Linked DNA regions of Hordeum vulgare: region 2 is linked to region 1. A link is a contact called in public Hi-C data. All regions are on one chromosome and are shown on one strand. The core of a region is the stretch at or near the end of the contact, and the rest is flanking DNA. Distances in the headings are between cores, read along the strand shown. Region 1 overlaps LOC123443959 (probable isoprenylcysteine alpha-carbonyl methylesterase ICMEL2). Region 2 holds the start of LOC123443961 (single-stranded DNA-binding protein, mitochondrial).

What was found. A called contact is a pair of places that touch in the nucleus more often than the background predicts.
Region 2: a contact with region 1 is called in a Hi-C map of seedling, with 5 times the contacts expected there. The contact joins the promoter of LOC123443961 here to the enhancer-like site in region 1. A contact is called at or near these places in 2 of 6 Hi-C or Micro-C datasets (leaf and seedling).

The regions. Positions count from the first base shown.
Region 1 is chr3H:391,908,945-391,913,322 of MorexV3_pseudomolecules_assembly, reverse strand. All of the region lies in intron 11 of LOC123443959 (probable isoprenylcysteine alpha-carbonyl methylesterase ICMEL2), which reads right to left. Among protein-coding and RNA genes, the nearest start is that of LOC123443960, 5.0 kb to the right of the region's middle. Within about 2 kb of position 3,047, at least 2 of the 3 cell types and tissues checked have open chromatin away from gene starts, as enhancers often do. A contact at or near this core is called in leaf and seedling, where this site is marked.
Region 2 is chr3H:392,667,440-392,672,458 of MorexV3_pseudomolecules_assembly, reverse strand. It overlaps LOC123443961 (single-stranded DNA-binding protein, mitochondrial), which reads left to right and starts at 2,168. Exons shown (of 4, transcript XM_045120540.1): 1 at 2,168-2,490; 2 at 2,584-2,810; 3 at 3,379-3,479. The coding sequence starts at 2,239.

The DNA.
Region 1 (4,378 bases), core at 1,798-4,297:
GGAGGAGGAGGAGTATGGTTGCGCCGTAGAGAGATCAATTGTGTGTCTCCAAAAGGCTAAAACCCTCCGCTATATATAGGAGGAGAGGGAGGAGGTTCCCACCCTAAAGGGTGCGGCAGCCCTAAGGGCCAAGGAGGGCGGCGGCCAAGGGGTGGAGCGCCCTAGGGTCGGCCTTTGAGGCCTAAAGTGGCCTCCCACGCCTAGGGTTTGCCCCTCCCCACCCTTGCTGCGCCTTGGGCCTCTTGTGGAGGCACACCAGCCCACATATGGGCTGGTTCCCTCCCACTCTTAGAGCATCTCTAGTAGAGCCCTCAAACCCTTAAACCCTTAAAAATAACTGCTTTTTTACAGTTTTCGTCGAAAAAACAGCGTAGACTAGAACCCTTAAACCCCTAAACCCGTAAAAAAGTTTAGAGGTCCAACCCTCAAACCCTCTCCCGATCTGTAGAAGTGAGGGTTGGGGAGCAAAGTCTACCCCAACCCTTAAACCGTTCCATCCTAGCGTGGGAGGGAAATTTCCCATCCCAACTACCTCCCGCGCCCACGCCGGCCTCCTCTCCGACCGCCGCTGCCGCCGTCCCGCCCCCGGATGCCTCCCCTCCACTTCCCGAGACGCCGCCGCTGTCTCGCCCCCCCCCCCCCCCCCCGCCCGCCTCAACCTCCCCGGCCGTCGCCCGCCTCGACCTCCCCTGTCGCCGCTACCTCCTCGACCTCCGCCGCTGCCGCCCGCCTCGGCCTCCCAGCCGCCGTCTCCGCCTCCCGCCCGCCTCGACCTCCCCAGCCGCCTCCGCCACCCCCCGCGCCCTCCGCCTCCCGCAACAAGAGGCCGCTCGAGCTCTCCTCGTCGATCCGCAAGAATATTCCGTTATAAGGGTTGGGTTTGAGGGTTCTAGTCTTTGCCCCTGTTTTTCAACCCTTAAAAGTGTCAAAAATGGCCAATTCTCAACCCTTAAAACTGGTTTTAGATTTAAGGGTTTGAGGGTTCTACTAGAGATGCTCTTAGCCCATGGAGCACTTTGGGGCTGGTGGCCCTTGCCGGTGGACCCCCGGAACCCTTCCGATGGTCCCGGTACATTGTCGGTGTCGCCCGAAACAATTCCGGTGACCAAATCCTCACTTCCTATATATCAATCTTTACCTCTGGACCATTCCGGAACTCCTCGTGACGTCTGGGATCTCATCCGGGACTCCGAACAACCTTCGGTAATCACATACACTATTTCCCTATAACCCTAGCGTCATCGAACCTTAATTGCGTAGACCCTACGGGTCCGGGAAGCATGCAGACATGACCGAGACACCTCTTTGGTCGATAACCAATAACGGGGTCTGGATATCCATGTTGGTTCCCACATGTTCCACGATGATCTTATCGGATGAACCACGATGTCAAGGATTCAATCAATCCCGTATGCAATTCCCTTTGTCTACCGGTATGATACTTGCCCGAGATTCGATCGTCGATATCCCCATACCTTGTTCAATCTCGTTACCGGCAAGTCTCTTTACTCGTTTCGTAACACATCATCCCGTGGCTAACTCCTTAGTCACACTGAGCTTAATATGATGATGGATTACCGAGTGGGCCGAGAGATACCTCTCCGTCACAGGGAGATCCCGGTCACGATTCGTACAACCGAACAGACACTTTTGGAGATACCCGTAGTGCACCTTTATAATCACACAGTTACGTTGTGATGTTTGGTACACCCAAAGCACTCCTACGGTATCCGGGAGTTGCACAATCTCACGGTCTAAGAAAATGATACTTGACATTAGAAAAGCTTCAGCACACGAACAACACGATCTAGTGCTATGCTTAGGATTGGGTCTTGTCCATCACATCATTCCCCAATGATGTGATCCCGTTATCAATGACATCAAATATTCATGATCAGGAAACCATGATCATCTATTGATCAACGAGCTAGCCAACTAGAGGCTCACTAGGGACACATTGTGATCTATATATTCACACATGTATTACGGTTTCCGGTTAATACAATCATAGCATGAATAATAGAACTGGAAATATAATAATAACAACTTTATTATTGCCTCTAGGGCATATTTCCAACACTACCGGCGTCAACAGCCGCATCCTCCGCCGTAGCAACCACGCACCACAGCCCCTGGGCATCAAGGAACGCTTCCACCTTGATCGCCTAGGGAGTGTAGTTCGATGGCGTCAACGGCGGGACCGGCGGCGACATCGCGCCACCGCCGCCGCCTCCGTACGGAACCAGGGTCATGGCCGCCGGCGATCCCTGCTCAAGGCTCTGATGCCAATTGTTGTTACCGCAGCGTCCCTCCGTGCTCTGTGAAACCTCTCTCTTGTCGGAACAGCCGAAGGAAGAAGAAGTGGAGAGCGCAGAGACACAGTGGGGATTTTTCCTGACGCCAGGGCACACACCCACGCCTCCACTCGCTCGCCCCGCGATCCGCTTGCTCCGCTCGCACCCACGATGCGCACCAACGCGTCTCGGTTCACGCTCGGGCTCAACACATCGCTCGCGATCACCGCGCGGCTCGCCAACAGGCTGGCGACCCACACACCTACGACACGGCCACACACCCGTGCATGCACACACTAACCTACGCACAAGCCAGCCGTGGACTCGCTGCACCCGACGCGCCCTGGTGCGCACCCCAGCCACAGAGTCCGTCATGGCTTATTTGGCCAACAGGTGCTGCTGCAAAACATAGGGGTTGCAGACGCGACGGGGCACACCAGAGCCATGCAACTGAGATGGCCGTAGTCGCCCTCCATCGACCTTGCATGTTGGTGTGGTGGCCGGCGTCGCCTTCTTCTTTTTGCAGCTGCACCCGGTGACGAGGATGCAGGAGTGATGTGGTTGTGTTATCCCCTCTAATTTCAAACATTGATGAAGTTGGACGGAGGATGCATCAAGACGGCGACCGGTGGCAGCCCCTATCGATTTTCTTGCGGCTATGGTGGTCTTCGCCATGGGTTCTCTCCTTTGGTTGTCCGGATAAATGAGATTGGAAGGGGGAAGAAAAGAAGCAATGTGTGGAGGAGGCAGCTTCGTCCTGAGAGATAAAGTTAGGGAAGCGGTGGGCCTTCTCACGCGGACACATGGCGTGTAGAGGAGGGGGTTTACGAGATGCAAAAATCAGTGAGTAGATTTAGAGACTTTTCCAACTTACACACGTTTGACTTTCTTTCAAGGAAATTGGAAAATATATATCTAAATAGTTAGCCTCACAAACATTTTTTCTCAACATATAAGCATATCACCTCATCAATCAACATACAATAAAATTGATTCATCTCAATATATGGTCATGCATAAAAAAGGTTTCATATTAACATGCATACATGCATAAGATATTTAATAAATAACTAGACCTCACTGACCTATTTCTCCCATCAAGTAAGGATGTCACAGAAAGGTTCCCCTCAATATGCTATCATGGGTACAAAAGTTTCACCTAAACATGCAAACATGCATGAGATATTTAATGCTATAAGTAACTATTTAAGAGCAACTCTACTAGACCCCTTATATCTTCCCGATCCGCAAAATAATTGTCATTTTATAATTTTGCGGTGAAAAAGTGTCTCGGACAGACCCCGTAAACGCGGTTGCCGTAGATGCGGCTGACCCTTACAAAATTTTAAATGGCGCAATAAAATTGCCCCTCTGAGTCGAGAATACACAGTTTTCCCCTCGCCCCGACGACGCCATGTATCTCGCGAAAGCGGTTGGCAAGAGCGACATTTTAGCCCGCGCTTGTTCCCCTTCCCATTCCCTAACCACCCAGCACCGTCGTCGCCTGCGATTTCGACCATATCCGTCACCAGAATCACGTTGCCAGACCGCTCCACACCCCGCTCCATCGCGCCGCCTCGTCGCCCCCGGATGCCCGCCGACACAGATCTACGGCGGAGCCGCCGCCGGCCCGCCTCCACCTCGAATTCAAGAGTTTGCGGTCGTCCCCAGCCCACCGGCGGTCAGTCATTTCGTGCCCTTTTCTAGTTCGATGTAGCGGTTGATTTGACGAAGGAAATTCGTTCATGCGAGCTCGGGTGTGCCATTTTGTACATGGATTTGAGCCATTGCGAGGAGTTTTTGCTCGAGAATTCATACTCGTCGGACGACTCGGACATAGAGTCGCTGCTCGAGAGACATCGATGACAAATGATGGTGATGGTGCCCGCCATGAAGAAGCACGAGGATTGGAACCGAAAGAGACAGCCAGGATCAACCGTCGGCCGCCTGTACATCCCTCGCAACCGCCATCTTGAAAACGAGATGCTCATGCAAGACTACTTCACGGAGAATCCAACGTATCTGCCGCACCTCTTTCGGAGAAGGTATCGAATGTGTCGATCCCTCTTCATAAATTTAGTGCA
Region 2 (5,019 bases), core at 919-3,418, 760 kb before region 1:
GGCCCAAGTCTTCTGACCGGCTAGGCCGCGCCTACCGGCTGGAGGGCGAGGCAACCATCTCTGTGGCCGGCCAGGCAACCCCTGCCGGCTAGAGTCGAGACGGTTACCTCTTCCTGACCGGCTTGGTTAGTCCAGCCGGCTAGGAACGAGGCGCCCGTGCCCAAGCCGGCTAACCAAGCAGGTTAGCCGGCCGAGGATCACCAGTCACATCAAATCGTAGGTCATGATGAGACCTTAGATTAAAGGTAGCTACGCGTTAGCAAAGGTACTGGATCGGAGCGTCCGGCGGGTATGAGCGTCGGCGGCCACGCCGCTGACCTACCCCGGCTCTGATCCATCACCTAGCATAGTGTCGGACTATCACACTCCCACTCCATTACTGCACTTGGCGTGGGGAACAGTGGAGGCAGTCGTACTACCTACCCATGATGAATCTCGTTGGACGACGCTCGACGTACAGCGCGTGCTCGACGTCAACCTTAAGCGAGAGATCTATGGGCCAGCCGGCGGGTCCCATCGCCAATCGAGACCATGCAGCCGGCGGGGCCCTCAAGCGACAAGACAAGACTCTCATGGGCCCCTGGTCAGCCGGCGAGGCTGCCAGCCGGGTCCCACTCTTGTACCCTTTATCCATATTGTAGGCCGGTGGGTTCGCCTATAAAACCCCCCGGTCGCCCTCCATGCAGGGGGATCCGATCATTCCACAGACGTACAACACTACACACCCACCAACCACATAAAGAGAGGCAGAGACGAGCCGACTGCTCCCCTCTTCCTCCTCCCAACACAGCTCCAGGAGCAACCTTGTAATCCGTTCATACGCATCAAACACTCCGGCAGGACTAGGGGTCTTATCTCTACGAAGAGCCCTGAACTTGGGTACATCGTGCGTCCCATGCTTGTACCAACCTCGTTCCAAGCGTCCTCCTTTGTCCCTTCGGTTCTCACCGACTTTATCCTACCTATGGCATATGTTGTGAGTATTCACTGACACTCGTCCATCTGGAACGTTGTGTGTGTCACTCCAACAACTTGCTGCAACGAGGGGCAAACATGAAAATGCAACACATCTTGTTATATATTGTTTCTTGAATTGGATCAGTAATCCGGGAGGTTCTATACGACGCCTTCAACACTGGTTAGGCGAATCGACGCCTACAACGCTCCTCCTCATGGGCCGGTCTATGTAGAATGTATTGGTCCTTAAAAAATCAAAAATAGTTTATGAAATTTTTAAAAAGTTCAAATTTACGAAAAAGATCAATGATTATAAAAAAACTTCACCAATTTTTAAAATATGTTTATGTATTTTCAAAAAGTTCACAAAATTCGACAAAAAATATTGATTTTTAAAAAAGTTCATTAATTTTTAAAAACAATTCATTGATTCTGAAAAAGTTCACGAATTTTAAATTATGGTAATCGATTTTCGAAAAAGTTCATCGATTTCATTAAAAAAATCAACGATTTTAAAAAAGTTCACCTATTTTAAAAAGAAATCATCGATTTTTAAAAAAATCACTTGCTAAAACACAAATGGGATATCTAAATGGGCGAGCTCATGATAGAGTGCTGCAGGTGCGGGTTAGCAATTTTTGTCGACGCCTGTGACACTAAATAGGGTTTCCCCGGTAATCCTCTTAGCTATACCTGGCCAAACGGGTTGGCCTGGCACGACCCGTCAAAATCGTGCCTGGCACGGCACGGCCCGTTTAATAAACGTGCCTCGGCTGGCCGTGCCGTGCCGACCCACGTGCCCGAGGTTCAGGCCCAAGCACGGCACGGGGGCTATACGAGCCGGCCCCTCAGGCCCGCTGGCCTGTTAGGATTTTAGTATTTTAAGCCGTTATTTGAGCCGATTTCGGCCTGTTCGGCTATTATTTTGATCAATTTTGACATACTCGACTGTTTTTTGGTTGATTTTAATCTATTAGGCTTTTTTATCTTATATATATATATAAATAAAAAGGGTAACCGAGCCGTACCGTGTCGGCCCGCGTGCCCAGCCTCCATGCATGAACCGAGGCGTGCTTCATGCCGGGCCCGAGTACGATTAGCCCGTGCCGGGCCAGACCCATGTTGTGCCAGGCATGCGGGCTGTGGGGCCGCATGGCCCGTTTGGCAAGATCTGCTCCTAGCCAGCGGTCCACCTAAGCCCCAACGCAACCCACCAAAGCTAGGGCTTTGCACAGGGTTTAGCGGCGAACTCCCCCCTCTTCCTCTCGCCGACGCGCATCCATGGCAGCCGCCACCTCCTCCTCCCTCCTTGGCCGCCGCTTCCTCCTCCTCTCCCGCCGCTTCGTCTCTTCTCCTCTCCGCCCCTTATCCACCACATCGCCTCCGTTCTCACACTCCCCCGAGGGATCCGATGCCGAGCCCGACCCCGACCCTGCGCCACCCGCCGATCAGGGTAATCAGTACCGGGACCAGCCGAGGGCTCCCCACACCACCCGCCCCCTCGAGAATGGCCTCGACCACGGCATCTACAAGGTTTTATAGAACCCTTGGTTCTCTTCTCCGCTTGGGCTTGCTTGGCTAGAGCCGAAATGTGATGTGCGCTTTTTGTTTGGTGGATTCGCGAAGGCTATAATGGTTGGAAAGGTGGGGCAAGAGCCTGTGCAGAAGCGGCTGCGGAGTGGGAAGACCGTCGTGCTGTTCTCGCTGGGCACCGGGGGCATCCGCAACAACCGACGCCCGTTGGACAACGAGGAGCCGCACCAGTACGCCGAACGCAGCTCCGTGCAGTGGCACCGCGTATGCATCTACCCGGACAGGCTGGGTAGCCTCGCGCTGAAGCATGTCAAAACCGGGTCAGCGCCTTGCCTCCTCCCAAGCTATGAAATTTTGACATGAATGAGATGTAGCGAGATGTTTGAGCGCTTTGCTCTCAGTTTTGCTAACTCGGATCATGCCGCTCAAACCGCTTGCTTATCAGCTTTGCGAAATACTACCTCTGTACCAAAATGTAAGACGTTTTTTGGTTTTGCATAGGGCATAAAAAACGTCTTACATTTTGTTACGGAGGGAGTATTATGTTCTTAAATCCTATTCGTATGTTCATCCTTCCACCTAGTCCTGAACCTAGATTGCGAAATCTGAGTACTTGATTCTGTTGGTGAATAATTGAGTATGGACCAGTTTACCTTTTATTAGGTTTCAGTGAGTGGGAGTTACAGACTACTGTTATTCAGTTCTGGTGGATTGGTTATCTTAGTTGTAGTTGGAAACTGAATATGAGTCCTGTTGTTTGTAAAATTTAATTTGCATATTGGTCATGTGGCAATATGGTCAGTGTAGTTTGGGTTTTATGCTGCTCCCTTTGTGTTTCTGCTTGCCTTCAGTTATACCTCTAAATGTTCATCAATTGAAACATTTCAGGTCTGTTCTCTATTTGGAAGGAAATCTGGAGACAAAGGTGTTCTCTGATCCTATTACTGGGCTCGTTAGACGCATAAGAGAAATAGCTGTTCGTGGAAATGGTATGCTTATTTATTAGATAGGACATAATCAGCTTCTTTTTTGTTCATACCTCTGTTATTTGTTTTCAGCCTTGTCTTAAAACCACAAGTTTTTATATGTTACAGGACAAATCTTTGCTTTTAAATTTTACTTGGGGGACTTGTTAAATATAGGCTAAAAATGCCACCAGTAGTAATCTTGTTATTTTCCTAAATGTTCGTTTTTACAAACTTCGTTTAAGGGTTGCATATTGAATAACCATTGTTCAGTTATTCAGAATATCAGCTAGCTGCCAACTTCTGAATTAAAAAACTTGCCATCTCATCCTATGTTAAGAGCATCTTCAATAGATGATGTATATTTGAAGATGTAAAAGTGGGTGTTGTATAATTTACATCACCAAAAAGTGCCTTTTACATCTTCAAAAAAGAGCCAACTCCAAGTCTCCAACAGATGACGTATAAGATGTAAACCTCCTACTCGAACAGATGATGTAAAAACGGCTAACAGTCGCGCGGCGGCAGTGATGCAGCCACTGTACAGTAGCAGTTCAGCCACACTCTAGCCGCACAACAATTGCGCAGTTTGAAATAAAAAACATCCCGAATTAAAACATAAAATTTTATCTGTCCACAATATCAAATTATTACATAATTCATCAAATCTACAACATCAAATGCAGCGCAAATACAACAATGTTTTTGAATAATACACCAAACAAAGGATGAAAATAGACTTTCTTGCACAATACAACAAACAAAGACTGAAACTAGGAGGTTCTTTTGCCATGCCACTTCCAGTACTTCTCCATCAAATATTTCTGAAGTTCATCGTGTGTACCGGCGTCTCTAATTTCATGGTACACCTTCATGAAACATCTGATTCGCTCCTCTTTTCTCATCAGGATAACGCGTATGCCCATAGCATCATAGAAGGTGTAACCACATCCTGCCCATGCTCATTCTCTGTTATGCGTGATCAGGGAAGCAAACATGATGTATCAAAGGTTGTTCTAATCTCAGAATCTAAACGGTCCTCGCACCATAACAAATTTGGATTGCAAAATTCCAAATGCCCTCTCAACATCTTTCCTAGCTGCCGCTTGAGCATTGTGAAAATAGAGTTCTTTCTTAAAAGTACTCCACCTTGGATAGATCCCATCCGCTAGGTAGTATCCTTAGTTGTATGTGCGACCATTTGCTTCGAAGTTCACCGGTGGAGCTTCTCTATTTGTTAACTTGGCAAAAAGATGTGACTGGTTGAGCACATTTATGTCGTATGAATGCCAAATCAATGTTTCTTGATCGGCGACGGCCTCAAGAATGATGATGGCATCCTTCGAGCGTCCCTTAAACTGGCCATGCCATGCTTTAGTATAATTATTCACTTCCACTTCATTCAATCGATGGACCCAAGCATACCTGAAAACCCACGGGTTTTGTTCATCTTGAAAAGCCTTCGAGTGTCTTGAGCATTGGGTGCTCTCAAGTAGTGTGGACCAAACACTTCTACCATAGTCTTTACAAATTGTTTGACATAAAAGATAGAAGTGCTCCCTGC